Regions from separate parts of the Mus musculus genome. Here region 2 is linked to region 1. Evidence: chromatin contacts called from public promoter capture Hi-C data. All regions are on one chromosome and are shown on one strand. The core of a region is the stretch at or near the end of the contact, and the rest is flanking DNA. Distances in the headings are between cores, read along the strand shown. Region 1 holds the start of Cyp19a1 (cytochrome P450, family 19, subfamily a, polypeptide 1). Region 2 holds the start of Gldn (gliomedin).

Region 1 (6,704 bases), core at 542-3,041:
GTTCTCTCTTTCTACCTTGTGGGTTCCGGGGCTCAAATACAGGCTGCAAGTGCCTTTACCCCCTAAGCTATCTCATTGGCCTGCTTCCTTTTTCTGTTGAGCATTTTATTCTCTGCAAGAGAAAAAAAAAACTGTCCAAAGTTAACAAAGGGAGCAGCTACAAACAGCTGCCGACTCTTCATTTCCCACTCAGAGCAACTGGAAAACTGTAACAATTAGACTGCTCATCATATGCACAGACACTTTTCCAGTGTCTTGAACTTAATTATTATTGAATGGTAGCGTAATATAATGAGTTAACAAATGAAGAACAAACTGAATAAATTCAATTGTGAAATTTCTGTGGTTGCTAGAAACCAAAGGTTGCGTAGAGGTCAGGGGAGAAATGTTATTACATAGTGCCCTAGAGTCTGGTGAAAGGTATGGCCTTTCTCCCCTCAAAAGTGCATGTGTGGGTTGGAGAGACCCTACTCCACGGCTAAGAGTGCTGGCTGCTCACAGGAATGTGCACTTTCGGTTCCCAGCCCTCATGGCAGGCAACTCACACGTGCCTGTGACTCTAGCTCCCTCTTCTGGCCTCGTCAAGCACCTGCATAAATATGTGCATACACCCATGCAAACACACACATAAAAATAATATATTTAAAAAAAAAAAGTGTATGTGAGCCCATTCAAAAATTTCTGCAGCACATCAGGGAATCCACAGAGCTCCTGATGTCCAATTTGAAATCACTTTTGTGGACATAGAGTTCCAGTGTGAGGTCAAACTCAGGTCAAACTCAGCCAAAATTTTCTGCCTGTATCTACTACATAAGCTTGGAGTGGGTCATCTGCCATTGGAAAATGCATTTGATGAAAATGATACAAGCTTCTCAAACTTAAGTTTTTGGCTTTTTTGTTTCTGCTTTTTGTTTTGTTTTTGTTTTTAACTACTGCCATCTCTAAAGCTCCTCCCTGTAAGAGTTTTTGATAAAACCTGACTGAAGACACCTCAGCATGCTGTTGTTGAAACCTGCAGGTCCAGCAGCTCAGCCTAAAGAGGAATGACCTGCACAGGGCACAAGTCATCACTAGGAACAGATGGCTGAGTGGCACCTGAGTCACTGCAGGGCACACTACTCTTACTGTTCTCTGCCCACTCCATCATTTTTCCTTTCTCCCTCTTTTAAAAAAAGATTTATTTATTTTATGTATGTGAGTACATTGTAGCTGTATTCAGACACACCAGAAGAGGACATCAGATCCCATTACAGATGGTTGTGAGCCACCATGTGATTGCTGGAAGTTGAACTCAGGATCTCTGGAAGAACAGCCAGTGTTCCTAACCACTGAGCTATCTCTCCAGCCTCCTTCTTTCTCCCTCTTTATTCGTGCCCCTTCCATCCCCACTGCCTCTCCTGCTGACCCCCATGAACACTGTTTAACCAGCCTATGGTCCTAGTTCTAGATCCTCATTAAAGCCACCAAAGACTGCCATGAGTAACATATCTTGAATTTCATAGATGCCCTAATGAAGACTCTCTGAACACTTTGATGGTGCCCAAGAAATGCATTCTTTCTGTAGAAGGGTACAGTCCGGGAAAATAATTTTGATTATGGGTAGGAATTAGGACATTGTGTATGTTGATTTATTTTTATAATTATATATTTATAGTGTGTGTGTGTCCTGGGGGATGAACTCAGGTTGTTAGACTTGGGTACGGGAGCCTTTTCCTGCTCATGATTTGTTTTGTTAATTGAGTTTGCTTTTAATAAGGAGGATTGCCTCAGCAAATGCTGCTGATGAAATCACAGCATTGTGATTGTTCCTCTGGAATGAACTTCAGAGAGTTGACTCTCAATTGAGCACGTCACTCTACTAACTCAAGGGCGAGATGATAAGGTTCTATCAGACCAACTGTTGAACAGAACCTGAGCCTCCCAAGGTCATCCTTGTTTTGACTTGTAACCACAAATTTGTCTTGTCTAAGTGTCCAATCACTATAAAACAAAATGCCCATCTCTCCAATCCAGCACCCTTCCAAGTGACAGGAGCCACAGCCAAACCGCTGGGTTACGTTCTAACTCCACCACTGCTTTCTTCCCATAGAACTTTACTTTTTTTTTTTTCTTCTGAGGCCAAATAGCGCAAGATGTTCTTGGAAATGCTGAACCCCATGCAGTATAATGTCACCATCATGGTCCCGGAAACTGTGACTGTCAGTGCCATGCCACTCCTGCTGATCATGGGCCTCCTTCTCCTGATTTGGAATTGTGAGAGCTCGTCTTCAATACCAGGTAAGCTGTTGCTTTAATTCTACACTAACAGAAAGAGTTTCACGGGGCTTTTTGGTCTGTGGCATGCATTATCTATTTATTTTATTTTATTTGTTTGTTTATTTATTTTGTAAGAAGAGCAAAATTGCTCTTCTTCGAAGAAGAAGCACAGCTCACAAGCTGGACTTGTGAAGATTAGGACATGGTAAACTGATCACCTGCCCACGACAGATGACCACATCACAAATGGGTGTTAGATGCTCCCTCCAGTCTGGGCAGTGCTTTGGGAGGTTTGACATGGAGTAGGCAGGGTCAAGTTCTAGAATTTTTGGCTAAATTAAAACAAGCACCACCCGATTCTAATAGATTCCAGCTCTGCTGTGCCAGCCGGCGAAGCGCCTCTGGGCTGCCCTCTCTCGCGTCCTCTTCCTTCCCCTCTGCCCTCTGTCCTCAGGGACACCTTCCCCTCCCTTGCTTGCGTTTATCCTTTCTCTCAATCGTATTCTTCATTTCTTTTATTGGCAGCGTGGTGATGGTGATGGTGCCATAAGGGTTGAATGAGAACTGGCTATTGGGAGAAGAATAGGGACAAGGCCCATTCTCTGGGAGCATCAGAGTCGGACAGAATTATTCCAAGGTCTTTGTGTCAGTCGAAAGCAGAGACTAATATAATTCTTCTGATAATCTCAGTGAACCATTTTGCCACCGGGGCTGAAATGATCAATTATTAAGTTAATTCAGAACAAACAGAAATTTCAGACAGTGTCTTTAAGTTTAGGTATGAGTTCCTCACACTATCACCAGTTTCTAGCTCTGTAAGCTATCCAACAAGGCCTGTTTCAAAACCATAGTGACCACACATTCACAAATGTGCTGAGACTCTGAACAAGGCAGTTGGAAGTGACAGCTGCACCAGGGAGTGCACAGACCAAACGCTGTGCCTGGATTCTTTCTCATGTGTTTCCCATAGTTGCCCATCTATCTGGTTCAGCCTGGCACTTTAATTTCTAATTTAGCTGAACACTGAGTTAAGTGTGTTGACGTCTACCTTGGCTTGGATACTCCCTGCCACAGATTTCCCTTCCAGTGGTGAGCTCCTTGGTCAGGGGAAAGGATGAGGGTAGGATGCAGTAGAACATCTCTGTTTCCCTGTCATAGGCTCAGATGCTAAAGTCCAGCCTGTATCATAAGAAATCAGCACCGTATCTGTCAAGAAAGCCACACAATTCTCAAATTTTAGTATAAGAACAACTTTAAAGGAGATTAGTTTGCTAGCTGGTTCCCAAGCCCTTCCCTGGAGTGTTTGAATTGCAACCTTAAACAGTTTTGTTGTTGTTGTTGTTGGGTGTTTTGTTTTGTTTTGTTTTTGAGACAGGGACCTCGCTATGCAGCCGGGACCATTCGGCTTGTCTAAAACTCATTATGTAATGTAGATCAGGCTGGTGTTGAACTCACAGAGATTTATCCGCCTCTCCCTCCTGAGTGCTGGGATTAAAATCACGTAACCACCACACTTGGCTAAAACATATACTTTTAAAAGAGGCACAGTGAGAAGTGACAGTCCTGGGGCCTGGGTCAGGAAGGGAGGTGGTACTTCCTGTATTTACCACTTCTGGGCCAGGGATATGGCACTGCTTGTCTTCAGTGTCAATCACCTAGACAGGACAGTGGTCCTGTTGGTAGAGCCTGTGGGTTGATACTGTAAAACCTTTCCTTGGTGGTTTTTCATGAGCAGCCAAGTTTGAGAGCCACAGAGATAAGCCCAACTCCTCTGTGTGTTAGAAGGGGAAAGCCCCGGATGATCTGTGTTGCCAAGGAACATGGTTTAAGAAGTAAGAGAAGCCAGAAAGTCCAAACAAAATAAAGGGTTAAATCCCAAAGGAGGGAAATGGTCTGCTGATGCCCAGCTAGAAGGAAGACAGGAGCCCCGAGGAGAAAATCAGACTGTGAGTTCCCACCTTACAGTCACACTTTGCAAATGCAAGCTCTGGTCAGTTCTCCACAGAGGCCCAGCCCAGGATTCTCTGGCTCCTGTCAGGCATAGGAAATAAGAAAACTGGTCTGTCCTTCTGGACTCTTCCGTCATTGCTCCCAAATAATGACTCTCTGGACTCTTGGATTCACAACTTTGAGGGTATTCTGGGTCCTAAAAAGCCTAAGGGAATTTAAAAGCTGTAGTGACTAAAAGCCCTTATCTAGTAAACTTCAGTTGAGGCGGCTTTCTGCTCACTGTCTGGTAATGTTGGTGACAGTGCCAGGTTTTGGTTTTTTGTTTTTTGTTTTTGTAGAAGAAACTGTAGTCAAAGAGGAGAGGTTTTACCCCCTGTGTTATGGCTCATGGAGCGATCTAAGCCTCATCATTTATGCTTGCTGAGAAGTCAAGCTAGATCTTTGCTTGACAGCAAGGGATAGGCAAGGAACAAAGGTGGGGGCCCTGACATGGAAAGGCAGGCTGATACGGAGGGGAAGGAGGCTGCAAAAGTTGGGGAGCAAAGACTGGTTCCCGTGGGAGGCAGTGCCACTTCAATTCTGATCAATATCCCAAGTCCTCTAGTTCAGCATGTGTTGCCTTCTCCCTGGCAACCTTCCCTTCCTCGAACACAAGGCTGCCCCAGTCTTGACATTGGTTCTCTCCCTGTAGGTAATAGATTCTTTCTTGGGCATTTCACACAAAGGAGTGTGACATGCGACACTCGGGAGTAGACATGACAACATGTCCCTCTTTTTTCTTAAGAAAATATTTTACAGAAAACTGAACAAGGTGACGACAGACTTGCTATCAGAGTTCTTCACAAGGAATAGGATGCTAACTATTCCAGATGGTCTTCACGCCATCCTCTCTTCCTCTATTTCTCTTCTTCCTTTTCCCCATCTCTCCCTTTCTCCCTCCCCCCCCCTTCTGTCTCTTTCAGAGGTAAAATGTTTTTCCTGGATTTTGTAACAATTACTGCCTTGTGACAGTTTGGGACCCAATGTCATACCGTCAGACAATATAGATTTTTTTGTCTTGTTTTAAATATTTTAGCAATACACGTATACTGTTTGTCTCCATTGCTCCTTTTGATTACTGTTAAGTCAGCAGGATCCATCCAGATGGTGATAGCATTGTGCTTCCTTTCCACTGCTATACAGTCTTGAGCGTTACAAAAATCTCACGGTTCATAGAGCAGACAATGCCTCCAGCTGGGGTCCTAAGGACAACAGTCTTGCTGTGAAAAAGGGTGTGCACGCATCTCTCAAGGGTGTATCCATAGGTGTGAAGGCCAGGTTCCAGCTAGATAAGTGTCCCTAACTATCGGCATTTAAGGATGCTCTCTGGCGACATCAGAAGACAGTGAAGTATTTACTGCTCCTGGGAGTGGGCTGCGGGACTCAGTCTATGCCTAGAGAAACATTGCCAGTCTGAGAAGCTGAGAGCTGCCTAATGTGTCAGCAACTAGAATACTTCCCTCATATTTTACCCATCCGTGGTTCAAGATTTACATGTAAATGCAAGGAATATATGCACATAGATATTTGTATAATGTGTTATAATTATTTGCTTTTTTTTTTACATCTCCTTCACTACTCTGCAAGAATATAGATTAATTGTACTTATTGTTATCTCTAGACCTTGACTTGGAACAAATATTTAAACTAGGGTCTCAGGAAATGTTTATTGGATGAATTAAGGTGACATAGAGTTGGGAATTACGTATCCCAAACTCTTCCTGGTAGAATATCCCCCCTCCCGCTCCCTCTCCCTCTCTCTCTCTCTCTCTCTCTCTCTCTCTCCCTCCCTCCCTCCCTTTGCCATCTCTCTCCTTCCTTCCTTCCTTCCTTCCTTCCTTCCTTCCTTCCTTCCTTCCTTTCTTCCCTCCCTCCCTCCCTCCCTCCTCCCTCCCTCCCTCCCTCCCTCCCTCCCTCCCTCCTTCCCTCCCTCCCTCCCTCCCTCCTTCCCTCCCTCCCTCCCTCCTTCCTTCCTTCCTTCCTTCCTTCCTTCCTTCCTTCTTTCCTTCTTTTCTTTCTTTCTTCTAGACAGGGTTTCTCTGTGTAGCCCTGGTAATTCTGGATCTTACTCTATAGACCAGGCTGGTCTTGAATTCAGTGATCTACTGCCTTTGCCTCCTAAGTGCTGGAATTTAAAGCTTTATACCACCACTGCTGCTGCCTGGCTAAATACACAGACTCTTAATCCACATATTGTCTAGCAAGCTTCATTTCTCAATATATACAAATCTCCATTGTCATATCTTTTTAAATAAATGTTTTCATTTTGGCCAGGTATGGTGACACACACCTTTAATCTCAACATTTGGGAGGCAGAGGCAGGCAGATCTCTGTGAGTTCGAGGCCACCCTGGTCTACATAGCAAGTTCCAGGCCAACCAGGTGCTACATAGTAAGACCCATCTCAAAATGTTTTTATTTTGATAATTTTTATGTTTTATGGTAGGGAAATACTATACT
Region 2 (7,087 bases), core at 2,267-4,766, 93 kb before region 1:
ACAGGAGGACGTAGGTCTGTGCTCATCCTTACCATGGATTCCCATATCCCTTCTCTTTCTGGCAGCGTGCTCCCCAAGTTATGCCTACTGTCCCACTCAACACCTTTCCTCCAACACATTTCCTTGCTTTAAAAAAAATCATTAATATGCCTGTCTATGTCAAATTAACTGTACTTCAGCAGTGCAGATCAGAAAGCCCATGCTGGGCGAGCTGCGTACTTTTTGTTTTAGCCAAAAGCACAGACACAACCCACAAGGAAGGAAGCTAGTCCTGGATAAACAGGCCACTCTGGACGGTTATTTGAAAATGCTGGCATTAATCTGCGTAGAGCTTGCTTCTCGTCCTTAGATCTCCAACATAAGAGTCTGAGCATGAGGCCCTGGGATGGTCCACAGATCTTACACTCAAGATCTGATACTATAAAAAAAGGGCCCTGGGGGTGGATGGGTATTTCAAGCATAAGAAGTAGACATGTCTACCTCCGTGATTTATTCTAGAGTCTTCTCTTAACTGTTAAGACTTCCTAAGACCTAACGAGTCTACTTGAGATGCCCAGAGATTTTTTTTTGTAACAAATTGGTTTCTTGAAGAGAAAATTTGTGAGGATGAGAAGTATATTGCTAATATAAAGCAAAACAAACAAACAGACAGACAGACAGACAAAGGCATTTCAGCAGTGAAATTGGCTCCATTGCTTAAAGCAAGGCCTGGTGGGAACTGAAAGCATTTAAACCAGATACCTGACTCTCCTCAGGACCTCATATCACTCTCCTGTCTGCCAGTAAGTGATCTCTCCATCCCAGGCCACACCTCAGACTGATCCACTTGGAATAATATCTAGGATGGATTCAGGTACCGATAGGTTTCAGGTGTCTCTGATGACTCTAGGGTTCTAGGACCTCCTTACTCAAAATGTGGCCCTTAAACCTGCAGCGCTGAGATTGGTGGGCACTTGTCTGCCATGCAGAATTTCATACCTTAGACCCGCTAGCGGGTCTTAACCTCTAGATCATGACACCCATAGGGGGCCACATATCAGATATTTACATTATGATTCATAACAGGAGTAAAATTACAGTTGTGAAGTAGCAACGAAATAATTTTATGGTTGGGGGGGTCACCACAGCATGAAGGTATTGAAAGGTCTCAGCATTAGGAGGGTTGAGAACCACTGTCCTCGACCGTATGAATCGAAACCTGCACTGCCCAACATGCCCAAGATACTTATGTGCACTGTAGAGTTGCAGTGTTCTTAGAGTATGTATGACACCCCGACTACTTCCATGAAGACATGATGAGAGTTGCTCACACTCATCAATGTGATCACTATATTCTGGTCTTGCTGCATCTCCCTCAGTGACTCAAAAAGGTCTCAACATACGCACTGCAGATGTGAGGTCAGCGGGTGCTGCTGCTAAGCTGCTCGCTGCAGTTTCTGTGCCGATCTGTAACAGCAGCAGGTGTTCAGAGGGACCTGGGAAATGAGCTCATTCTCTTCTGCTAGGGACTGAATGGGCTGCAATTTGGATCCAAACCATCTACCTTAAAAGCAGGATTGGAGGTAGAAAGTGTTGTTGCTCAGATGCATCTCTCTTGGAAGGTTTTTTTTTTTTTTAAAAAACCTTTTAAAATGCAGAATGAAGGGCCAAAAGAGTGCCCTAGGGTTCCCCAGCGAGCCCTCTTCATCTTACAGAGGCTGGAGTTTCTGAAATGTTTGCTTAGGCTTCGTTTTTAAATTTTTTACTTGAGTGAAAATGTGAGGCTAGAAATGGAAAGCTCGACCTTTCTCAGACTAGGTATTTGGAGTGTGTGCTGTTTGTTGTCCTAAAAGCCTTTCAACTCACACACAGTCGCTGAAAACTTCTTTAGTAACAGCACATGTTTAAAGTAGACTTCTCTTCAAACATATAGGATTCCAAAGTATGGCTCACTGGACTTGGAGGGTCAATTGGACATGTTCTAATTATAAAGTGAAATAAGACCATGGCTATTGGAGCGGATGAAAGGGAATGGGAAATGGAAGGGGCCCGGGGCAAGGGGGTGGGGGTGGGGGTGGGGGTGGGGGATGTGACCTAAGTGTAGCTGTTAAAGAACCACTGGATGCAAACCAACCAAAACGGAACACCCGAAAACTGGAAGAAAGGAGGTTTTTCTTTAAAAGTCTTTGCTTTAGACTAGTGTTTCTCAACTCTCAGGAAGGGAATTACTTGGAGAATGTAGAGAGAGGCCCAGGGGTGTTGTGGCACAAGTCTGTAATCCTGACACCCAGGCAGGGGAAGAGTTGAAGTCCAAGGTCACCCTTGGCTACAACAGCCAGTTGAAGGCCATCCTAGGTTACATGAAACTGTCAAAGGAAGGAAGGGAGGAAGGAAGGGAGGAAGGGAGGGAGGGAGGGAGGGAGGGAGGGAGGGAGGGAGGGAGGGAAGGAGGGAAGAGTGGGTGCTTAACAGAAAAAAAAAAAAGATTAATGCCGGAACCTTCCCTGGCTGCATACAGACGTTGCATGTAAGAGACAGCTCACACCAGCAGTTCTGGCTTTCCATTCTTCTGAGCTTGTGAAGCGACCCACATTAAGAACCTTGGCTTCATTAGTGTGTATTCGCACTCTAATAAAAGTTACACTGCATCAGTCCCTCCTATTTGGAACAGCTTGAGAGCCACAGACAACTTCCAGCAACTAGGTGGCAAGTTTGGTTATATTCTTACAGGAATGAGCCCGGGCCAGATGGGAAGGAAGCCTAACTACTAGACTGTGCCAGGCAAAGGACTCCTTTGTTGAAGAAAAGTCTCCTCTTTGGTTTCCGAGACTCTGTGGGTCAGTTCACACCCAGGAAACTTTTGACAAAAGTTGAGAAAGGCTCTTAATACTGCTCACGTCCCTCATTTACCTGCAGACTCAAAAGATGTCAGAAGTGAAGGCTTGCCCTGCCCGGTCCCTGTAGATAAAAAGACTGATCTCAAAAGAGTTAAGCAGAGTGCCAGGATGACCTCCTTAGCCACACAGATACCCAAGATTCTCTCTAGGACCTTGCCCCTGGCCAGGGGATCCCGGCTCCCATCACCTCCCTCTGCCCCAGCCTGACGGGGGCGCCACGGGGACGAGCCCCTGCCTACCGGCACCATGGAGTAGGTCATCATCATCATCATGTCCTGGCTCTCCGCACGGATGTGTGACGCAGGCTCGCCGTTGTGGCTGCGCTTGTTGCGCGCTGCGCTCATGGGGTCCTGGGATGGTTCGGGGACCCGGCCCGGCGCACGACTCAATTCGGCCAGAAAGGCGCGTAGGGCGCTGTCCTCGCGCTGCTCTCGGCCGCGTTGAGCCTCCAGCGCCCGTAGCGCCGCGCTTAACCCCCGCCACTGGCACAGCACGAACACGGTGCCCGCGGCGTTCAGTGCGGACAGCAGCGCTATGGCCACCAGGGCGCCGCGCAGCCCCCAGCCTGTAGCCCCTTGGCCTCGCTCTGCGGCTCGGGTCATGTCTGCGTGCTCAGGCCGGGCGGCTCAGGGCAGCACTGGGCCTCCTCCCGCAGTGGCAGAGGCTTTAAAGCCTCGCGTGAGCCGTGGGCTGGTGGCAGAGCCGTGAGTCAGGCTGTCTTTAGACCCGTCTGGCGAAGCGGGTTGGGGACAGTAGTGGTGGCGCCCCAGAAGCCCAGAGGGACAGGCGGGCAGCAAGGGGGTGAGAAGCCAGAGGAGACAAGTGCGGAGGAGGGGCGACCAAGCAAATAGCAAACAGGCCTCCCTTCCTTTTCTTGCTGTCCTGCCCGTGGGCATTGCCAGGGTCCAGACAGGCATAGTCAGGGTCAGACTGAGGAGGAGGGCAGGAATTCTTAAAGCCTGAGAAGTTTCTAGATTCCACCCCCTTATCCCTCCAGTCGTCTTTGGAGAAAACCATAAGCATGCCCTGTTCTTGGGAGGTCTGCTGCTTGGGCCCAGGCCCAGGCCCAGGCTGCCCATCACCCCTCCTCAAGGCCACCATGTGCCTATGGAAGAAAGACCCTAAGAGATCTTTCCCAGAAAGGGGACAGTGGAAGACAGGGAGATGGTTGGCATTAGAAGTGTAAAAAGTCACCCATCAGAACCAGAAAAGCCAGGTTGGCTTAGCAAGCAAGGATCATCCCAAAAAACGACTTCTAGGACGAAGAACTTGCCCTTGAGACCCAGACCAGAGAGGAGGCAGAATGATGAGGAAAAAGGATTTTGGAGACCTGGTTCCAAAGCCAGCGGCCAATGCCAGACATCTGGGAGTGGCATGATCGCCAGTGTCCTTTCTCAGTCTCCCACCCCCACCTCCCTGTTGGAGATCAAAGCCAGGGTTTTGCAACAGCTAGGCAAGAGCTCTACTTCAGAGCCACACAGGATTTCACTACCTAGCTCAAACTGGTCTTGAAGCCACTCCCGCTTCAGCCTGAGTGCTGGAACTACAGGCATGTTTTCCATTTTATGTATTTATTATTTTATGTGTATGTGTATTTTGTCTGTGTATGTGTGTGTACACTAGGTGTGTGCCTAGTGCCCACAGAGACCGGAAGGAAGGTATCAGAATTAAGGCGTTGCCTGCCTCCATGTAGGTGCTGGGAATTGAACCTGGGGTACTTTGGAAGAGCAGCCAATTCTTTTAACCACTGATCCATCTCTCTAGTCCCTACCAGGGCTATTCTAAGCAAATTCCTGCAAACATATTGAAGTTCTTTTCAGCTGAAGGACTGCAGAGCCTGCTTAGGACTGGAAACTCCTCTAAGCTCGGGTGCCTGCTCTGATCCAAGAGTCTGTGTTCCACGCTGGATACAGTGGTGCACATCTCAAAACAAACCCAGCACTCTGGAGGCAGCAGCCGCTGCCGCTTGAGTTTGACACCAGACTGGATAAGTCCGTGATAGTGAGACCCCGTCTCAAAACCCTTTCCCACGACCACCAGTTTTTGAATTGAGTCACTTCAGAGCTTTGTCAGAAGACCTCTTCACTCTGTCAGCTTCTCTCAGAATGGCACTACTTCCCTAGAAACCCAGGACTTTCAAGGGGTCAGTCCTGGTCAGATGGGAAGACTCAAGTAGAGGCCAATTGCTGGTCTCCACAGTCAGATAACCCAAAGAGACAGTGGTTCTCTGCAGCCAGCTCACCTGCTGTGGTCAAGGAGAAGGGCTCTTTTAGCTCTTCTGGCCTGGGAGCCACAACTTTTTGAGCCAGTCCTGGGGAAAGAATAGATCACAATATGGATGGGGCCGAGGACAAGGGGACAGTGGAGCTTTGTACCTCCCTCCATAGCACTGCCATCCAGTTTGTACTGGTAGCCTCCTTACCGACAGAGAGAATATGCGGTTTGGATCAGACTTATTTTCAGGTTGAACTATGTCTCGGAGAAGCCCAAGTTCCATCTTAACCACAGTCCTGAGTCCAGGTTCAGAAGCTTGGGCTTCAGCAGGAACTCCAACCAACTTGAATATTTTTAGAAGAGCAGCTACTGGACATGGAATTTAGAAATCAGGAAGGGCCAGAATGTGATACCTGAAGGGGGAAATGATATCAATAACTTTCTCCCGTTCCTCCTATCTCAAATGTATTATTATCCTGTTGGAAGAATTGTTGAATATCCTTTCTTTCTAATCCATGCGAGGATTGGGCTACAGAGAGAAAGCACGGAGAGACAGAGTTGGGGCTCAGCACCTATAGGCTCTCTACTTAACTCAGTAACCCTTTACTGAGCCCTTCCTGTGTGTCGGTCCCTGTGATGGACACTGAAGATACAGGAGTGAGCATGACAGTCAGTAGAGACAGTTGGAACATCATGGTCCCCACCGAGCTTTTCTTTATCCTATCATTCATTACAGTTGTGATAGGTGACCTGTCACAACACTCTCAGCAGCACAGCATAAGGTTCCAAAGGTCAGGTGACAGATTTGTTGGTCCTTGTCATTCCCAACAGGTAAGGTAGTCAGAATGGGTATTTGATAATTATCTGCCAGATGAGCGGCTGGATGAGTGAGTGAAAGGTCGTGAGTGACCTTTCTAGGAACATGTATGTGTGGTGCTAGTGGCATGTACCATGAATGTGGTATGTTCATATGCCATGGAGCTGGCTGGCTTTCAGTGTTTGGAAGTGTAGCATTAGCCTGAAATGTACTTTTTCTTTGAAGTCAGGACCACAGCTGGAGACAGAATGGAGATGAGGATCCACTGGGATCCCTCAAGCCAAGAAGCTGCTCCTCCTGGCATCCGGGACTCAAAAGGCTTGTGGCATGGCCACCTAGTAGGAAGAGTGGGTGGAGCACCTGGGCTATTGTGATGGAGCCAAGAGAGAGGTGGAAGCAGGGTAAAGGGAAGGTGGGCTCCTTCCTGTGAGCCACTTCCTCAGTCTTCCCATGCGGGGAAGAGTGGTCATGATACTGTCACCTGTCAGAGGGCTGCCCTCAGTCATCCCCCTCATGGTGCCTCTAACCAGTTGCCTTTCCCTGTTCTCCTTCCTCCTTTCCCTGTGTCTCCTGTCCATGAGCCTCTTACCACCAGAATGTCACAGCAACACCTTATTCCTTCACTGACTTATTATTCCATGCTGCTATTTCCTCCTCAAGGCCAAGTGTCCCCTCTCCCTGACCTCCGCAAGCCTCACTGGTTCAGTGACCATGAACATGGGCTTTGGAACCTAAATGTTCCTCATCATTTTCCTCTAATAGCTCAGATTTGTGCCAGGTAGAAACATGTTGGTGCTTTCTGAGAATGGCACTTTCAAAATTCTTATAATTCTATCATCTATTTATCTATCTACCTATTTATCTATCATGGATCTATCATCTGTCCATCTGCCCATCTCTGTCACTGTCTCTGTCTCTGTCTCTCTCTCTCTCTCTGTATGTGTGGACGTGCACCCATGCCATAGCATATATATTGAAGTCAGAGGACATCTGGCAAGACATGGTTCTTCCTTCCAGTATGTGGGTCCCCAGAATGGAACTCAGGTTGTCAGACCTGGTGACAAGCGCCTTTGCCCTTAGATGTCCTTGATGGCCTAAAACTGAACTTTGAAGTGCTTCAGAAACTTTTAAAATGAGTTTTTGCTTGAGTTATTCTGACTTTGAGATTGGTTCTGTGTGG

Evidence for each region. Promoter capture Hi-C pulls out the DNA fragments that hold promoters and counts their contacts.
Region 2: a promoter capture Hi-C map of embryonic stem cells shows a contact between it and region 1, with 2.8 times the contacts expected there. The contact joins the promoter of Gldn here to the promoter of Cyp19a1 in region 1. A contact is called at or near these places in 7 of 39 promoter capture datasets (cranial neural crest, embryonic stem cells, liver and 4 more), 3 of 484 Hi-C or Micro-C datasets (embryonic stem cells and nephron progenitors), 4 of 115 datasets of contacts at active chromatin or transcription factors (all in embryonic stem cells) and 2 of 9 other capture datasets (adipose tissue and pancreatic islet).

What each region holds. Positions count from the first base shown.
Region 1 is chr9:54,188,830-54,195,533 of GRCm38.p6, reverse strand. Cyp19a1 (cytochrome P450, family 19, subfamily a, polypeptide 1) reads left to right here and starts at 1,791. Exons shown (of 9, transcript NM_007810.4): 1 at 1,791-2,277. The coding sequence starts at 2,133.
Region 2 is chr9:54,282,915-54,290,001 of GRCm38.p6, reverse strand. It overlaps Gldn (gliomedin), which reads right to left and starts at 3,516. Exons shown (of 10, transcript NM_177350.5): 1 at 3,116-3,516. The coding sequence starts at 3,478. The region is part of intron 1 of Gldnos (gliomedin, opposite strand); the gene reads left to right.